Linked DNA regions of Ovis aries: region 2 is linked to region 1. Evidence: chromatin contacts called from public Hi-C data. All regions are on one chromosome and are shown on one strand. The core of a region is the stretch at or near the end of the contact, and the rest is flanking DNA. Distances in the headings are between cores, read along the strand shown.

What was found. Hi-C and Micro-C count contacts between places; a contact is called where the count stands out from the background.
Region 2: a Hi-C map of hypothalamus shows a contact between it and region 1, with 3 times the contacts expected there. The contact joins the promoter of ARRDC3 here to the enhancer-like site in region 1. A contact is called at or near these places in 9 of 16 Hi-C or Micro-C datasets (blood, hypothalamus, liver and 5 more).

What each region holds. Positions count from the first base shown.
Region 1 is chr5:88,360,900-88,364,987 of ARS-UI_Ramb_v3.0, reverse strand. No RefSeq gene overlaps it. Among named protein-coding and RNA genes, the nearest start is that of ARRDC3, 140 kb to the left of the region's middle. Within about 2 kb of position 2,382, at least 27 of the 54 cell types and tissues checked have an H3K27ac peak or open chromatin away from gene starts, as enhancers often do. A contact at or near this core is called in hypothalamus, liver and tail adipose tissue, where this site is marked.
Region 2 is chr5:88,499,252-88,503,654 of ARS-UI_Ramb_v3.0, reverse strand. It overlaps ARRDC3 (arrestin domain containing 3), which reads left to right and starts at 2,710. Exons shown (of 9, transcript XM_060415993.1): 1 at 2,710-4,403.

The DNA of each region.
Region 1 (4,088 bases), core at 1,133-3,632:
GGAATCATTTGAGGGATTATTAGAAGAGTGCTAGTTCAGGGCTCTGAGGAGTCTGGAGACGTCAACTCAAGTTACAAAGCTAGGACTTATTGTAGTAACTGATCTCCTAGAGTTGTAGGTGGAAGTAAGAAAAAGAGGGATAATTAGCTTTAGACTTTGGTGGGCTTTATTCTTAAACCTGGGATTAGGTACTTAAGTTAGCTGTAAGGCTTTGGACATGTTAGTCTCACCGAGCCTCAGTTTCCTCGTCTGTAAAATGGACCAGTAACACCTATTGCTGACCAGCTGTGATCACTTGCCTTGCTAATGAAACCAAACTTCCTCTCTTGTTTACCCTAGGTTTGGAAGCTTCTATTTCTAAAATATCTAGAGTCCTGTCTTGATCATCTGATATTCTAGGACTTAGCCTCTGCCTTCTTTGTCTGGATGCTTTCTCAACGTCTCTCTCTCCTGGACATCAGCTTGATGTTGGGAGTTTGCAACCTGCTGACCGATTATCCTGACCTCATTTTTTCTTGCACATGTACACTTGTGTGCTGCCCTTCCTAGATTCATTGTTCCTGGGCTCCTGTCACTCAACCACTGGCATATTCCAGAACCTCTTTCTGGATATCACTGACATTTGTTACCTCTAAGTACACACGTATTGAGTATCAAGATCTACCAGTCCGACTAGACTTCTTCTTAGTACCTCTAAGTAGGCTGTCACCCCTATATTTGCAGAGCATTTATCAAATCAAATCACTCTGGGTCTGTGCTCATAATTTACAGAATAGTGGCGGAAGATGGACACCAGAAGGCAGAGTACAGTCCCATGTAGTACAGGGACACGTGTTGGCCTTCATCATCCCTATATGCTCTTTTCTCAAGAAAGCTTAACACTTTTACATTTGCTTATATCACAAAATAAGATCATTGTTTAAAAATTATTTTAATTTTTGGGCAAGGAGAATGGCAAGGAAAATGGTTATTGGCTGTGTTATGTTGGTTTCTCATGCTTTGCTCTATACAATTGGGATGATTTAAATTAACTTTGATAAGTTTTGATAATTTTTCAAAGTTCATTTCCCACTCCTTGGCATGTTCAAGCACACGCTCAGTTCTATTTCAGGATCATCTTTGTGAATCTAAAGTGAACTCCGTACTTTTCCTTAGAAACCATTTAGTGTGCTGGGTGGATGAGGTATCCTTTGTCTCTGTAAAAACCAATCTGGCTTCATCTGTCAATTTCTATAAAGACTGTACAGGTATGCGTGCAAACAGGTCTCAAAGAAAGAAGGAATTTGATGGCCTTTTCAGCAATCTACATTGTGGAGCAATCAGTGAGAATGTTACCCAGGCTACCATTGACTCTTCCCTTGACTATGCTTATCAGTCCTAACTCCCCTCTGTGTCTTCCTAACTGTATTTCTTTGCGTTTCCTGTGGCTGTCTGCAACTTTATATCATCTACCAGAGGAATGAAACTGACTGATTCTACCAGAAGCAACGGAGAAGTGATATATGGCTCACAGGAGTGATGGTGAAAACCATGATGACGACTGCTGTTTTTATTTTAAAGCATTTTACCAGGCCTTCCCTGGTGGCTCAGACAGTAAAGAAACTGCTTGCAATGTAGGAGACCTGGGTTCAATCCCTGGGTTGGGAAGATCCCCTGGAGAAGGAAACGGCAAACCCGTCCAGTATTTTTGTCTGGAGAGTTCTATGGACAGAGGAGCCTGGTAGGCTACAGTCCTTGGGGTCCCAAAGAGTTGGACATGACTGAAGAACTAACACTTTCACTTTAGCGTTTTAGAGAATTCAGAAATTATTGGCTGCTCCCTGATCACTCTACTCACTACCACTCAACCAGTTTATTTTGTAGTGATCAGGGCTGGTTTAGCAAAAATTAAAACGGAGGAAATGGTTAGGCTCAGTGAATCTGTCTCCACTACTGTGTCTAGGCTCCTCCTGCTGGTTTCCTGGGGTGCCCTCTGCTGGGCTCCAACCAGAGTGTATGAGTTTCATGGGCTAATGCGTGGCAATAGCCCATGAAACTCATGCCTCAACCTTCACTAGAAACTTACCATTTTATATCATATGTCATCAGAATCCTAATATTTGTTTTCCAAGCTGACAATTAATGCAGGTAAATTAACCCATGTCAGTGAGTAATATATTTTATTGTATAAATGGGAAAAAACCCCAACACCCCTCCCAGCTTATTTAATTATACATTTTCACAGTGACCTCATGGAGATAACACTTCTACTTAGAGTCCAATTCATTAATGGTGGGAATGGAGGCCAGGAATATGAAGAAGGCTATATTCTGAGAAATCAAAGGGGAAACTATTTTCCAACAGGTCAGACCTTATGGCTCCTCTCAAAGACTGTGAGGGCAGCTGTGTACTCTAGCTATCTGTATGCTGGTACAGATTACTCTATGGGGGTAATTTTCACTCTGCTAGCAGGAAAAGAATGAACAACATTATTTACCTCTATATATTTATGAAGAGTACCTTGAACTCTTTTAGAGGGTATTATCTGAATCCTAATGATAGGTAAGTGCATGGCATTGTGGGGTGGATCAGTTTGTCCATCAAGATATGTGTAGGGCGTGCGTTCATTGGCATGACCTCTGCTGGCCTGTGTTCTTTCTTGTCTACTGAGATCAGTTGGGCAATCCTTGTCTGTAAGCACATTTCCCAAGAACTGGTTAGAGCCAGTCTTCATAAGAGGAACCTATTATGAAACCAGCTCCAGAGGATATTTACTCTGTTGAAGATCGGCTGAAAGATACACTTGCTTGAAAATGAAATTGCTTTCTCCTGGGTCCCTCCTAGCCCCTTGAAAACCAGAAATCCTTGGGGCTCAGATAGAATTAGAGAAGGGAGATGACAGCTAGATCTGATCTGCTTTTTAAAACTTTCTCACTACTTAAGCTGTTATTTTCATAGCTATTGAATGCATGTTTCATGAAGATCAGTTAACTCCATAACATATTATCAAGTTAATAATGTGCCTGAGGTTGGGAACTTGGAAAACATAGCTTGCATTTTTTGAAGGCTCACCTTTTTTCTTAAAGTTTAGTGTGAAATGTGTATCCTTGTCTTTAACCTGGGTTCGATCCCTGGGTTGGGAAGTTCCCCTAGAGAAGGGAAAGTCGTACCCACTCCAGTATTCTGGCCTAGAGAATTCCATGGACTCTGTAGTCCATGGGGTTGCAAAGAATAATCTATCCATGTTTAAGACAAAAATAACATGAAGGTTGCATTCCGGATAAGTTATTAAATCTTTAGTTAAATATTCCAATAAGAAGCATCACCATTAACTTGTGGCTTCTGATCTGAAACTGTGTATCCCCAGGGTTATATGTATTCAAATCTGAGAAGCATAAACTCAGAAGAATCTTGAGGGAGAGGATCTTGTCAGGGAAGAATGGGTATTAATGATCAATCTGCTGGTAAGGAGAGTTAGCCTGAGTTCTGCTGTGGATGACATTCACAGGGAACAGTGGCTTTTGATGATAAGATACGGTGCATAGTTGTAATGAGACAGGGATGTTAAAAGTATCTAGATTATCTAGTATCTAGAAGAGACCATTAACTCAAAATAGAGAGTCTTAAAGATGGAGGGGGAAGAGGCAGGAAAGTGATTAAACCAGTGTGCATTTCCTAGGTTCCTTACAGATTATACTGATTGCAGATGCATGAAGTGAACAAAATGGTAAAGACAAAAATTCTCCATATTAATTTTTGCATGATAGCATCTGAAATATTAAAGGATTAAGCTTTAATATTTAAAGTATTAAAGGATTTTACTTTTAAAATACCATATGCTTTGGTATATGGCACCAATATATTTAAAACACATATTTTTAATATGTAAATATTAAACACATATTTTTAATATTTAAAACACATATCACGAGTGTTTTCAATTTATTATGTGGAATATATTTATTCTAGAAGCTAATTTCCCTGAATATTCATTGGAAGAACTGTGATACTGAAGCTGAAGCTCCAATACTTTGTCTACCTGATGTGAAGGGTTGACTCACTGGAAAGACCCTGATGCTGGGAAAGACCGAAGGCAGGAGGAAAATGGA
Region 2 (4,403 bases), core at 1,461-3,960, 140 kb before region 1:
TGAATAGCTTAAATGTAACACAAAATACAATTAGGGCCCAGTGCAGCAAGTCCAGAAGCCTGAGACAATGGCTACAGTACAACATTTCAAGCTGTCCAAAGGGTAGATATTGAGATAAGGGGTCTTAAAAGGGGGAGGTTATAAAAGTCAGGAGACAAAACATTTAAAACTTAGTCCAAGTGTTTTCACAGAAATGAAAAAACGAGCAGGGATTAAGAGGTGCCAGTGTTGTTCATTTGTTATTTGTTCCCGACGGTTTTATAGCTTGAATAAACAGGAGGAGGGAAACAAAACGCAAAAAGTAAACTCAAGATTAGGTGTTTAAGAAATAATCACATGACTGAATCCAAAGAGAAGAATGGTTATAATTAGGGTAAGTGAGTAGGATCTTTAGTCAAAGTGATAGGAGATAACAATTTCTTGGCAACTTGTCAGTTACTAAAGCGTTTAGGAAGACACTGTAAAAAGAAAACAGAGAAGTAGAAAAATAATGACGAGAATGATTTATAATATCCTAAAAGCTTCAGACAGAAGGAATAATGTAATATAATGACAGGATTGAATCATTTAACGGGCTAAAACGATTTTCCAAAATACAAGTAAATCTCTTCAGAATTCTTTTTGGTTAAATGGAATTCTAGTTGTCTTAATTTAAACAGCTGACTTATTTTTTCAGAAATAAACTATACTCCAACTTGCTAAAGAGATTTTAGTAAAGAGGTTTTAGTAAAGGAGAAATTTTACTAAAAATTCTGAAGAATTCAACCACTGCTCACTGGCCCTTAGTAATTTAAAATAACTCCGGTAGTAAAGGCCTCACTATAAACTTCACTTTTAAATCCACGCCCAAAGTCATCTGAACACTAGATATATAGTTTGACCTTAAGCTAACACAAATTCACCACTTTTACCACTAGGTGGCAAGAAAAACCCAAATAGCATCAGTTATCAAGGCCAGTACAAAATCCCAAGTATTTGAACAACTAGAAAAGCCACCAGGTGTCATGCAAGAGGGAAAAAAGACTATTTCCCCTCACCACCACTGAAATACACGAATTCAGTTTTCAGCAAAACCATCTAAGCTCTATCAGAGATAAATGTCCAGCTCTTTAACTGTCAAAATAGTTTGCATATTTATATTCCATGTAAGCAATTTATATAATGCTCTTGACTCCCAAATGCTGCCTTTCAACTAAAAGCAACAAATAAAACTCAGTTTCTGGATTAAAAAAAAAAAAAACCAGCAAGACCAATGAGCTCAATGGGTCATGATTTAGAGCTTCATCCTATCTTAATACACTGCACAAAATAATTTAAAGCAGTTTACACACAGTCAAAAATCTTCCGAAGAGTATTTAGTTATGTATACATAATTTGAGATTCATATTCTGTTCTCCCCATTCCTCTCTTACAGGTAATTTCATTGATTCCATACAATCTAGATGATTTTATGCTGTTAAGCCTTGCTTCCCAGTGTGATACAGGAAAGCACTCCAATTTGTTATCAAAACATTCTCAATAAAGAGACAAATGTACTTGTCCTTAAGATAGATATGTGAATTATTATGTTGAACAGTCCAAAGCTGAAAATCAAAATTAAAGCTTCACAGAATTAAGTCCTAGTTATATAACAAATCATTCTTTTTTAAAAACCATCCTCTGGGCTTCACTAACTTCTAACAAAGATTTTTCAATGCTGCTGTAAACATTATGTCAGCTAAAACACTATGTCATGCTGCCTTTTATAAGGTGGTACTTTTTTAGGCCAAATCCTATTCTTAACCCTCTGGACACAGGAGTTACAATCATGTCATACCCTGCAAATCTAGCTGTAGGTGGTGTCTCAAAAAAAGGATGGCTTCTTCCTTCGAGGAAGTGGTCAAACCTTTTTTCCCCTGGTGTCATCAAGCAAACATCTTGGTTGTTTTTATTGGTATCGAATTAAGAGATGGAAGAGAAAGCAGTGGAGGAGAAAGCAAAATATAATGATTAAATTATAGATGCTTCTCTTCTTTGCTCCTTGTTGCAATCTCTTTTAACGTCTCGACTAGGTCATTTCCACCCTGCCTACAAGGCACTGGTCTTTTTTAAATAAAAATTTTTAAAAAACCAAGCCAAGAATGCTCTTGTCTACTGAACATTATCTCTTCTCTGATTTTTATTACATTTTCTTTTGAAATTCGTTAAGATTATGCTCAGCGACCAGCCCTTGCCCAACCGGTTTCTCCCCTTCCCCCATCTCTCTACATACATCACTTTTTCCTCCTCCCATCCAGGCAGTGGGCAAAACCCTGCAGTGCCGGGAACGCATGCTTCGGGCCGGTCACTCAGCAGTTTTATCCTTACTGCCCTTTGCAAACAGCTCCCCACCCAAACCTTGTCCCCCGGTGGCCCCCTCGGCCATCATCTTTCTACTAGAGTGTGCTCGATAAGGGACTCTGGCTAGCACATCGAGGGTTTACGGTAGCCTGCCTACCAATAGGAGGCCACAATGCAGAGAAGTCTGGTTCAGCCTCCCAGCAGCCCCAGTGTCTTCCTCCCGTGGCTTACACCTACTGTACCCGCGAGCGAGCAAACGAGCCAGAGAGCGAGCCGGGCGCGGGAGGGGGCGCGCTGGGAGGGCCGACAGCAGCCGCGGCGTGCGCATGCGCACCTGGGTTGTTTTTCACAAAGCTCCTCTTAAAGTGAGCTGGCAGCTTCCAGCCGCCCGTCTTTGTAAGGAGACCACTGAGACTCGCAGTAGCGCGGAGCAGCCAGCAGCCTCTGTGCTGCCCTGACTTTTTAAGAAATCTCAATGAACTATTTGTAAAGAATCGCTGATCTGCCTGCAAGCTTTTTGCACGGCAAAGACATAGATCAGTGTTAAGTGAGGATCACATCATATATGTGATCTTGACTTTTTTTGTCTTACATTATATTTTTTATAGATTTTGTTATAAACATGGTGCTTGGAAAGGTAAAGAGTTTGACAATAAGCTTTGACTGTCTTAATGACAGCAATGTCCCTGTGTATTCTAGTGGGGATACAGTCTCAGGAAGGGTGAATTTAGAAGTTACGGGGGAAATCAGAGTAAAATCTCTTAAAATTCATGCAAGAGGACATGCGAAAGTACGCTGGACCGAATCGAGAAACGCCGGCTCCAATACTGCCTATACACAGAATTACACTGAAGAAGTAGAATATTTCAACCATAAAGACATCTTAATTGGACACGAAAGAGGTAAGTTTTTTTTTTTTAAACATTGTTAGGAAATTATTAGACCTTTCTTTGGAAAGTGCCTTTTCAATTTTTCTGAATTAATGTAATCCTGCTCCTAGCATAACATATAGCAGTTTGATAAAGGTTAGCAAAGTTAGAAGATTTGGATTCTCCTTGACATTCATCGTGTGTTAAGCCGTAACGCATGCAGGCATCTGCAAAGTGACTGCAAACTGCACTTATTCAACTACCTCTATACCCGGCTTGGTTTGTGCCATACACATTTGGAATCCATTTCAACCTTACATATAAATTATGCTTAAAACCGATTCAGTAATTTTACTTACATGTTTTCAAATGAATTGCTAAAAGCTGCAGTCGAATATTAGATTTTTCCCTTATACGCTGCAACCTGAGGTCTTAAAAACTAAGCTTCAATGAAGAAATAACACTTTAAAGTGGGTTAATAGGTGTATTTCATTTTTTAATATTGACACGCAAAAGACTTTTAGAGAATTGACCGTAGTTCTCGATAAAGGGTTTCTGTGGGTTATTTTGACATATGGTATGAACACCCCACGTGTTTTTTCCCTATTCTTTCCAATTCCTTCAGAAATTTACTCAGGCGTTCTCTATTTTAAAGGACAGCACCTATCATGATGATGTGTTAAAAATCAGTTTTAAAAGCCATTTAGGGTCAGAAATTTTCTTTTCCGAGCATCATGCCTAACTTTGGAACGTGGATTCAATGAAACCCCTGCCAGTCAAATGGAATTGAAAAGTATTCGGCTCATTGGATTTGATTTTTGGTCAGAAAAGGAAGATAAACGGTTGTCAAAGGGAAAGGGGGTCCTGAGATTTCCAATCTATTGTTTAAATGGTTACATTGTGGAAATATAGGAGACTCTAAGCTTGTTTTTCTAAGTTTCCACCCTTTGTTAGAAGCGGTTCAATCCTGTTTCGGACCAGTTCTGGGGGGTGGTGAGGAGGGGCGCTTGTTCTGCTCTCAGCAGATTGGTTACACGCGTCAGGTGGTGACGATGACTTAATTCCTAGCCCAAGAAGAATATAATGTGAAAACTGGTTATGTAATTTTGTGCTTCTCCTTTTTAATGCAGTATTTAGTTCGAATGTTGAAATTTTTTAAAAAATAGAGCACGTTTTTAACCTTTTAATTAAAAAATACACACCCATGAGGAAGTG